Regions from separate parts of the Mus musculus genome. Here region 2 is linked to region 1. A link is a contact called in public HiCAR-type data. All regions are on one chromosome and are shown on one strand. Each heading gives the region's core, a stretch centred on a gene start, on an enhancer-like site or on the middle of the called end of the contact. The rest is flanking DNA. Distances are from core to core; before and after follow the strand shown. Region 1 holds the start of Tmem19 (transmembrane protein 19). Region 2 holds the start of Kcnmb4 (potassium large conductance calcium-activated channel, subfamily M, beta member 4).

Region 1 (4,512 bases), core at 1,133-3,632:
GTATGTAAGTATATATGTGTGTGTATGTATGTATGTATCTATCTATCTATCTATCTATCTATCTATCTATCTATCTATATATCTATCTATCTATCGAGAGACGGGGTTTCTCTGTGTAGCCCTGGCTGTCTTGGAACTTGCTCTGTAAACCAGGCTGACTTCGAACTCAGAGATCTGCCTGCCCCTCTATCTTCCAAGTGCTGGGGTTAAAAGCGTGTGCCACCACCACAACTTGGTTTATTAAATATTCTTAAAATTATTTTCATACACTACGAAGAGCTAATAGGGCCAACTGAGCCACAGAAGATTGGAAAAAAAAAAGCCTTATTTGGGGAAGTGAAGCTATAGCTCACTCATTTACATTGGGTGTCTGGTCCTAGTGGAAGAGATGAGCTTAGAAATCCTAGTTTGTTCCACTTACTTATATCAGAATGCTCTTGTGTGCATAGGCAACTTCTAAGACAACTTCAAAACTTAAAATCTGTGTGTGTGTCAAGTGTTGTGGTGCATTCACGCCCTTTAATCCCAGCAGATCTCTTTAAGTTCTAGGCCAGCCTTGTCTATGTAGTGACAGTCTGTCTCAGAAAAACAAAAACAAAACAAAAAAACCAGTGTGTGTGCATGTTTATGTGTGATGTGTGTGCCCGAGTGTATATGTATTTGTGTGTGTGTGTGTGTATAGATAACATGTATGTAGAAGTCAGAATAACTTTGAGTTGGCCCAAGAGTTCCTGGGGGTTCTCCTATGCCTCCTCCTGCCTAGGAGCACTGGAATTATAAATGCGTTCTACTGGGCCCAGCCTCATGTGGGTTCAGGAGATTCAGACTCAGGTCCCCAAGCTTGCACAGCAAGCACACCCAACCCAGAGTCACTACCTCAAGTCCCCGTTTTGAAATGTTACAGATCTCACTGGAATGTTGGCCCACATAATTCCAGAACATAGGAGCCTGAGACCAGAGGATTTGAATTTGAGATCACCCAGGGCTACAAGCTGGGGCCTTGTCTTAAAACAAAACAACCCAAACAGGCAACAAACAAGAGTTGGATATGGAGCAGCCTCTGAACACATGCATGGGTGCACAGTATATGCAAAACCCTGGATTTAACCCCCCCCCCCACTCTAAGAGCCAAATCCAAAATAATCCTTTAGAACCATCACAGGACCAAGGTATATAATCCGAATATATTAATGCCAAAATGAAATCCATCAGCTTGTACAATTAATATATACTAAGGGAGAAAAGTCCGTAAAGTCTTGTCTTATGTTGAAGTGTCCTGTAAAGTCATATACGATGGTTGGAGGTTGTAATCCCAATACTCTGGAGGCTGAGACAGGGATCAGGAAGAATTCAGTAGCAGGAGCAGTAGTAGGAGCTAAGACAGCAAGATTTGGCTTCATGAGAGCAAAGATGTACCAAGAAGCCAATGGAAAGACCAAGTGGCTGCAGGGTACGGTGATGATCAAACCGGACGAGCAAGAGGACAGTGTCTGCACGAGACCTATCTATTTGTGTGAAGTGACAAATTCTTCAACTTGCAAATGAAAAGACTGTACCTCCTTTGTTATTCTCACGGGATTATGAAACCGCTACACCATGGCAAATCTTAAAAAGATAAGCATCCCCCAAATTGTTTCACAAAACTACCTTTTATGTCTCCCCCCCCCCCAACTAAGGTAAACAGAAGTAATTATTTGAGACATGCGTTTTGTGATAGGTATCATTAAATATCAGCACAAGAAACATCATGGAAGGCTGTAAAGTTCTCTAGACATTGTTTATCTTATCACCGTAGCAAACCAGATTCAGGTTTCGGCAGTGAACATAACTGTTCTTAACCATTTACATATTTTTTGGATTTTGAAGTCGTAGTTTAAAATTCCACCCATTAACTTCTAGCAAAACTTAAAACACTTTTACTTACCATAATAGGTGCTAGCAGTCATTGACATAATCCAGAACGCTAGGGAAATGCAAATGATCAGGCTCAGTATTACTATATTGGTAATCATCTTTATATACCTTTTGCACGTAGTGTCGTCACTATCTGTCATGGAAAATAGAGCTACGAGCACCTGAGGGGGGGGAATAGATAGCATTTCAGATGAACCAAGTCATTCAAGTTTCTTGCAACAATACTCCTTTAGAGGCATAGAGAAATACCAACATCTTCCACCAACCGAACGACAAAATAGAATCGTAAATCCAAAACGTCTAGTCACTGCTGCAGGCGCAGCGCTCCGGCTCGACCCGGGGAGGTTAACGCCGCCCTTGGAAAAAGAAGGTGCAGGGAGGATGCACAGAGGACCCGCCAGGCCAGCAGGGAGGCCGGCAGCTCCCACCTAGAGGGACCCGGAAGGAGCACAAACGACCGGTGGCCAATGAGCGGCCAGCACCGCGGAGCCCCGCCCCTCCCCGCCCTCGGACCCCCCCCCCGAGCTCCGCCCCCGCACGGCGCGCTCCGCCCCCTGGGCCCCTGCTCCAAGTCTGCCCCAGCTCCACCTCTGCCGTACGCTGCCCGGGCAAGCGAACCAAGGCTGGGAACAGCGCGGGCGAGCGCCTTTACGTCCCCACCCCGCTGCCCCGGGAGTCGCTCTGGTCTCTCCGCGACTCCCTCCGTGTACGCATGCGCAGCAGCCCTGCTCCGCTCACGTGACTCGTCGAGGCGGAAACCCGGCTTGAGTTTGCTTAGTGTCTCTTTGCGGGTCGGAGTGCTGTTTCTAAAGCACCTCCAAAATAGACGTTAGGACAAATTAGGTCTTGGGATTTGTGGACAGCCTAGACTTGAAAAAAAAAATGTCACCAGTAAGGGTGGTGTGGGTCACTAAAACCTGCCATTGATGGAATAATGAACTGCGAGTGAATTTAGAGCCAGTAATGGGTTGTAACTTATGAAGCATTCATACCAGGCGATAGGGTGTGGACGACGTAGGAGTTTATCGTTAGAAGCGAAATTACTTAGAAAGTAGCTTAAAACAATGGCTTGGCTCTTAACCTGGGCCAGACTCAACTGGTACTGCGGTATGTAAACATAAATATAGTTCCCACGGTTGAGCTTTTGTATAATTACTGTTCTAACACACATTGTGGAAGTGTCTGTCCCCATCCACTCTATCTGTAAAAGTAACTTATTCGTCTGATGTATTGTCCTCTTGTAGGGCTCACTGTTGAATAAGCTCACCCTTTATAGTTCTTTCTAGAACTCTGGCTGTCTGGTTCAACCTAGCTGTTCTGGCTCAAACTCCTCACCAAGCTGCCTGATTCAATCTGGCTTCTCTCAAGTTCCCATTGAATTGTTCTGCCTAGCCTCAAACAACTCTGGCATTTTGTTCTAATCACCTGGCTCCTTCTTGTTCTCTGGCTTTAGTTGACTCTGCTCACCTGCAATGAACTTCATAGACTTGAAACAAACAAAAACCACAACCCGAACTCAACTGCAACTGCACCGCACTCCTGGCACTGCCTCCCACCTCTGACTAGCTGTCTCTCCCTGCACTGGGGCTCTTAAAATAGCTTCTCTTTCCTGTGCTGTCCTTGTAAGATGCATTCTGTCTCTGACTCATTCTGTCAAATCTTTCGATCTTTGTTACTTTGTCTGGCCCTCAATTAGACATCACTTTCACACCTGGCTCCTTCCTTCTAAAAACGAATTTGACCTTAAAGGACTGTACTCAGGTTGTATCCGTGTTCCAGGCAGAGGGGTTAAAGGGATGTGGCCTGTCTGCGATCTAGCCAGATCATAAAGATCTAGGTCTTTGGATGTAATCCCTTGCTAGAGGAGCCATCTTGCTGGATTAAAATTCCTCTACAATTTCAAGGGTGTGTATCCTGTCCATTCATTTATACAGCAGACCATCCTATTCTCAGATAATCCGAGTCTTGGGACTGATTTCACCTTTTATACATGGGTACTATTGTGCCAGTCCCATGTGGTTCTGGGGATTCAAATCCTGTTCTCAGGCTTCTACAGAAAGCACTTTATCCACAGTGCCATCTTCCCAGCCCCAGTATCAAAACAAAGATCTCACTAGATGTGGTGGCGCATGTTATTAATCCCAGAACTCAGGAGGCTGAGGTTCATTGGGAGTTATTTTGTCCAAGTGAATAGTAACAAGCTGACAACCACATATTTCCGAAGTGTTTCCAGCTACTTGTTGACAGTGTGGGAGGCAATGGAATTATTTAGATATTGTACACAATTGTGACATAACCCAGTCAACCTTTAAAAGCTTACATTTCCACTGCTGGGGGAAGGGCTTTTTCTTTCCGGTCAGGCTATATTTCTTTTGATGTACATGGGATGTCTGGTGGCTGAAACCATTTTGTATCACGGTGGGACACATTTGTAAAACTTCATGCTATTTTAAATTTCAAAATATATGCCAAGACTGTTTTTCCTTTGGTAGAACACAAAATAGTGGCTTCAACCAAAATTATTATATATCCTCTGTTATCTATTCTTTATAGTGCAAAGACTGGTCTGATTCCATGATAAGCTTCAAATTGGCAGTT
Region 2 (4,512 bases), core at 722-3,221, 1.1 Mb after region 1:
TGCACATATATGTATGTATGTATACACATATACATATGTATACACACACACACATATATAATTGATTAAACGACTATCTCAAAAATAATTAGCAGTGTTTCACCAACTATGACTACACCTGTATGGCAAACTACAGAGCACCTTCCAAATCACTAAGTTACTACTTGACACCTTTCTTAGATATTTTTCACTTAATTCTGATTTTTACAATGCTTTCTCAAAGCCACCAGACCTCTTATTAAATTCTCAAGCACTATGCAGATTAACCCACATCTGTTTTTGAGACCGATCACTTCGGCAAGACCTTGGTCCTTAGAGACTGGATTCCAAATGTTCACGTCTACACTTACTGTTCTTGGATTAGCTCCATTTTTAAAAGCAAACGAGCCTCCGTGCACTAGCGGGAGACTTTTCCATTGAGGAGTCCATCATATGTTCAAAGACTAGTTTCTTCTAACTTTCCAAATAAGTGAGTTACGCCCGAGTTTCTCTGCACAGCGGTAGTGATCTTGTTTAAAATAATGAATTCCGATTAATCTATCTGGTCACATTTAAGAGAACATGTTCCTGCACGCACAGGACTCATTTTCTTTGGAATGATTTCTGCTTGTCTTCCAGCACAGCCCCCAGGAAGTACAAGGACTCAGTAACTTGAATATATATACACACCTTCAGCTGGCAGCAGAAAGGAACACAGGCATCAAAGAACCCTCCTGCAGAAGCAGGCACACTGCAAGGCTCAATTAGTTCACGGACTGGGGACACAGCTTTTTATAAGTGCTTTCCTACCCCGGGGAAGTTTTCTGAGTCTCCCTCTCTGCTCTCCAGAGGCTAGAAAGTCCTAACCAGGTTTTATCTATTTTTTTCCCTCTTTTTTTTTTTTTTTCCTCCCCTGTAACAACAAAAGAAGTTGTCAGGAAACCGCTGCTTGGTATATGTCATCAAGGGCTTTCTATTTTCGGTAAGTTGTTCTCCTACTTACTCCTTAGTTACAGCTTCTCATTGTGCCCAAACACTCAGAGTGGTTAGGACCCTTCAGCCTCCACCACCAGCACCAAGCAAACCAACCCGACCTCATCAGAATCTCTTCTTGGATTCCTCCTGATGGCTGTTGACCCCACCCTCACCATCCCAAGTCTATCTGTAGACCTCAAGTTAAAAACTTCAGTTTAGAACTAAAATTCAAAAGTCACTTAAGATACTTTCCAGAAGCGAAGAGACCCCTTTAACCTCTCAAAGAAGGGAGTTCTTGAGCCCCATAGAAGCTCAGGCCATATACTGGAGTACCTGGGTCCTGGGCTATCCCATGGCTACATTGGAAGGAAAAGTTAACTTTCTTTGCTCCTTGAGTTTAGGCAACCCCTTCCCGCAGGCGCTGGACCTGGGGTGGTCCGGAGCTCAAAAAAATCTAAGAACAGAAAAGATCTGTTTGCAGAGAGGCTCGCGTACCACCGCCCAGTAGGCAAACACACCCCGAGGTCTGGAGCCCTGGGCTCCAGGGATGCGTGCATGCACCTCATGCCTCCCTCGCATCAACTCCGAGCGAGGACAGTGCACTCGATTCTTCCCCTGGGGTCTAACCGGGACGTTGGCCCCGAACCTGCACTGTTAGGCGGGAGCTCCCGCGCGCTTACCTTGGGGTTGGTCAGGAGCTGGTGCTGGTCGCTGTGTAGCAGCGCCCTGGAGTTGGACTCGGAGTTGTTCACGTACACCTGGACGCAGGGATACTGCGAGGTGCCCCTGCAGTCGGTGCCACAGGTGAAGGTGCACTCGAACACCTCGCCGATCTGCTGCACCGACAGCACGGTGCAGTTGGCCGCCGTGGCTTGCAGATCCTGCAAGGCGGGACTGAGCCAGCAGAAGCCGAAGATGAAGAGCGACAGGATGCCGGAGACGATGAGGAACAAGCCGAGCCGGATGCTCTTGTCTTCGGCTTCCGTGTACTCGTAAGACACCCTGAGCTTCGCCATCGCCCCCCACTCTCCACGGCTGGCGCGCTCCCCGCCCCCTCCCGCCCCCGGCGCCGAGCTCAACCGCCTCGGGCGGGAGGAGCCGCCGCCGCCGCCGCGCGACAGCAGGGGAGTGGGCGGCGAGGGGGCGCGCGCGAGAACAAAGGGGCCGAGGCCGGCGACGCCCCCGGCGGCGGCGACGGCGCTGCCCGAGGCCGGGCTCCCGGGTGCCACCGCCGCCTCACAGCGTCCGGCACCCCGGGGCTCCCCGAGCCCGCCCCCGCCCCCGCGCGCTCCGCGCCCCGCGCCCGCCTCCCCGCGCGCGCCGCCCGCCTGCCATCGCCGCGGCCGAGCGCCCGGCGCCCCGACGCTGGGAGCGACTGGGCTGCTGAGCCCTGGCTCCGCGTTGAGCGAGGCTGCTCCTCCCCGCCCTGGGCGCCGCCGCCCCGCCCCGCCCCGCGCCGCGCCCCGCAGCTCCCGTGGGCGAGCACCCGGGCCGCCGCGAGCTGCTCTCGGAATCCTCGCCAGATGCAACCTGGAGAGATGGCGGAGACGGTCGAGGCGAACGCTTAGCACCGAGGGAGCGTGGCTGGGGAGAAAGTTAAAAGAGAGAAAAAAAAAATTTTTTTAAGTGGGGGAGGATGGCGTGAGCGTGCGAAGCGGGAATCTTCAAACTCCGATCCGGGGAGCTGCGGGGCAGCAGGCGCACCGGCAAAGGGAGCTCCGGTGGCGGCGAGCGACAGAGGGCACCGGCGCGGACGCGGGGGGATGCCCACAGGCGAGCGGCCGGGAGCCGGAGGTCCCCGCGGATCCCACGCCGCCACCGGGACCGTGCAGGCTAACACGATTGGAGCCTTGAGCGTCGGTGGACTTTCCTGGAAAAATAGGTGCCAGACAGCGGGAACGACCCCTAGGGGGTGGACGCAAACAGGTGGCAAAGCCTGGCCTCGGGCTGGTGAGAGCAGACTCTGTTGGCCTCTTTAGGAATATTGCCACCCTTAGCTGGCCCTGAGATTTGCAGGTGAGCTTTTTCTGGAGCTCTGTGCAAGGCGACCGCGGCTTGCAGACACTTTGGAACTCCACCCTATCGATGTACACCTTTATTCAGCCTCTATTCTCCTGACTTTTCCTTTGTAAGTTTAAATTTGCTTTTTACCTACATTTTTTTAAAGATCATAAAACCAAACTTGAGAACTGTTTAGAGCTGCGTTTGGAAGAATAAAGTTGTTGTTGTTGTTTTAACCCTCCTTTTCTTGTCTTTCAAGTCCTAGATGAATGAACTCAGGCTCCTGATGAATAACAGTTGCCAAGTCATGGAAATGTTAAGCCCACTCTACCAGACTTCAAACCCTTTGGCTGGCACTGACAGAGTTCTGGCATGTTATGCTGATGGGTATTTCCAAACAATGGTAAAGGAGACCTTTAGTGTCTGTTTTTCTTAATGAATAAAAAGGCTGCAGGACTTGGAAAAACTTTAAAATCACAAAGATGTCTCAGTGTCGTCTCCGTTTGAGAGCAGACACTGTATTTTTTGTTTGTTTGTTTGTTTGTTTCTGCCTGAGATTTCCCCCCCTGTTGGCGTCAAGGCATTTGTTAGGCACACGCTGGCTATAAAGAAGAGAGCTCCAAAGCTGAAGCGTCTTAACCTGAAATCGCAAATCTTCGCTGAGTGTTTTCCTTCGACAGATTCCAGATGCCAATCCTCATTTCAAAAAAGCAACCTCTTCTGGGATTGGAGATGGGGACGAGGGGTGGGTGAATAAACACGGAACAGGGCCGCTAAGGCTAAGGGACTAAATAAAGTAATTCATGCAACGTGCAGCAAGCCCAGGACAGAGCCCTAAGGGTAACGTAACACCATTACCTTACACACTTCACAGTTCAGTGTCTCCTGGGCGCCTTAAGTGTTGTGAATGAAACAACAGCAACAACAACAACAAAAACTGCTTACAACCTAGGAAACCAGGGCCAGGGAGTTCTGTCTTAACTCAAATGTTAGTTCAGTTACTTTCTTCATTGTTTATTCTCACAGGGATAGAAGCTGTTGTTCTCTCTCCAGCTTTGTGTTATTCAAACATTTCATTTTGATTCTTTGTTTTCCTATATAAGTTGGCTTGTCTTCTGTGGTAAGGGAAGCAGATCTGAAGGCTTCACAGACGAAATCAACTTTTTTATTTTGAAGGATTCACTAGAAATCCGTGTTAGTTTCTTCTCCTAGTGGTAGGGCTGCCTTGTAACATTCCCACCTAGGCTGCTTGTATCAGAAAAGCGCTCAACCCTTGACTTTAAGTCAGAAGGACAGGAAGAACCCAGGGGGCCTCGGAAAGGTTGAACCACAGGTCAACTTGGCACCTTCTGTTCCCAGGAGGGCAGAGACTGCACAGGAGAGGAAGCGAGACCTCCCTATGAATAGTAAGCCATCCACAGAAACTGAAAGACACACCATTCGGCACCAGACTCCCTCATAGAACACTGTTGTCTCCAATGGTTCTCTCAAAGCCAGAGCAAGCCCCAGTGAGCTTTCATTTAGAAGAAAAGCAAAACCTTCCCCAAGATGAACATT

Evidence for each region. HiCAR-type assays count read pairs that join an accessible place to other places.
Region 2: a HiCAR-type map of astrocytes shows a contact between it and region 1, with 4 times the contacts expected there. The contact joins the promoter of Kcnmb4 here to the promoter of Tmem19 in region 1. A contact is called at or near these places in 3 of 39 promoter capture datasets (embryonic stem cells, hippocampal neurons and liver), 1 of 484 Hi-C or Micro-C datasets (embryonic stem cells) and 2 of 115 datasets of contacts at active chromatin or transcription factors (astrocytes and pro-B cells).

The regions. Positions count from the first base shown.
Region 1 is chr10:115,359,885-115,364,396 of GRCm38.p6, forward strand. It overlaps Tmem19 (transmembrane protein 19), which reads right to left and starts at 2,383. Exons shown (of 7, transcript NM_133683.4): 1 at 2,168-2,383; 2 at 1,925-2,075. The coding sequence starts at 2,054.
Region 2 is chr10:116,471,552-116,476,063 of GRCm38.p6, forward strand. It overlaps Kcnmb4 (potassium large conductance calcium-activated channel, subfamily M, beta member 4), which reads right to left and starts at 1,972. Exons shown (of 3, transcript NM_021452.1): 1 at 1,635-1,972. The coding sequence starts at 1,970. It overlaps Kcnmb4os2 (potassium large conductance calcium-activated channel, subfamily M, beta member 4, opposite strand 2), which reads left to right and starts at 1,612. Exons shown (of 3, transcript NR_130644.1): 1 at 1,612-2,836; 2 at 2,934-3,082; 3 at 3,215-3,436.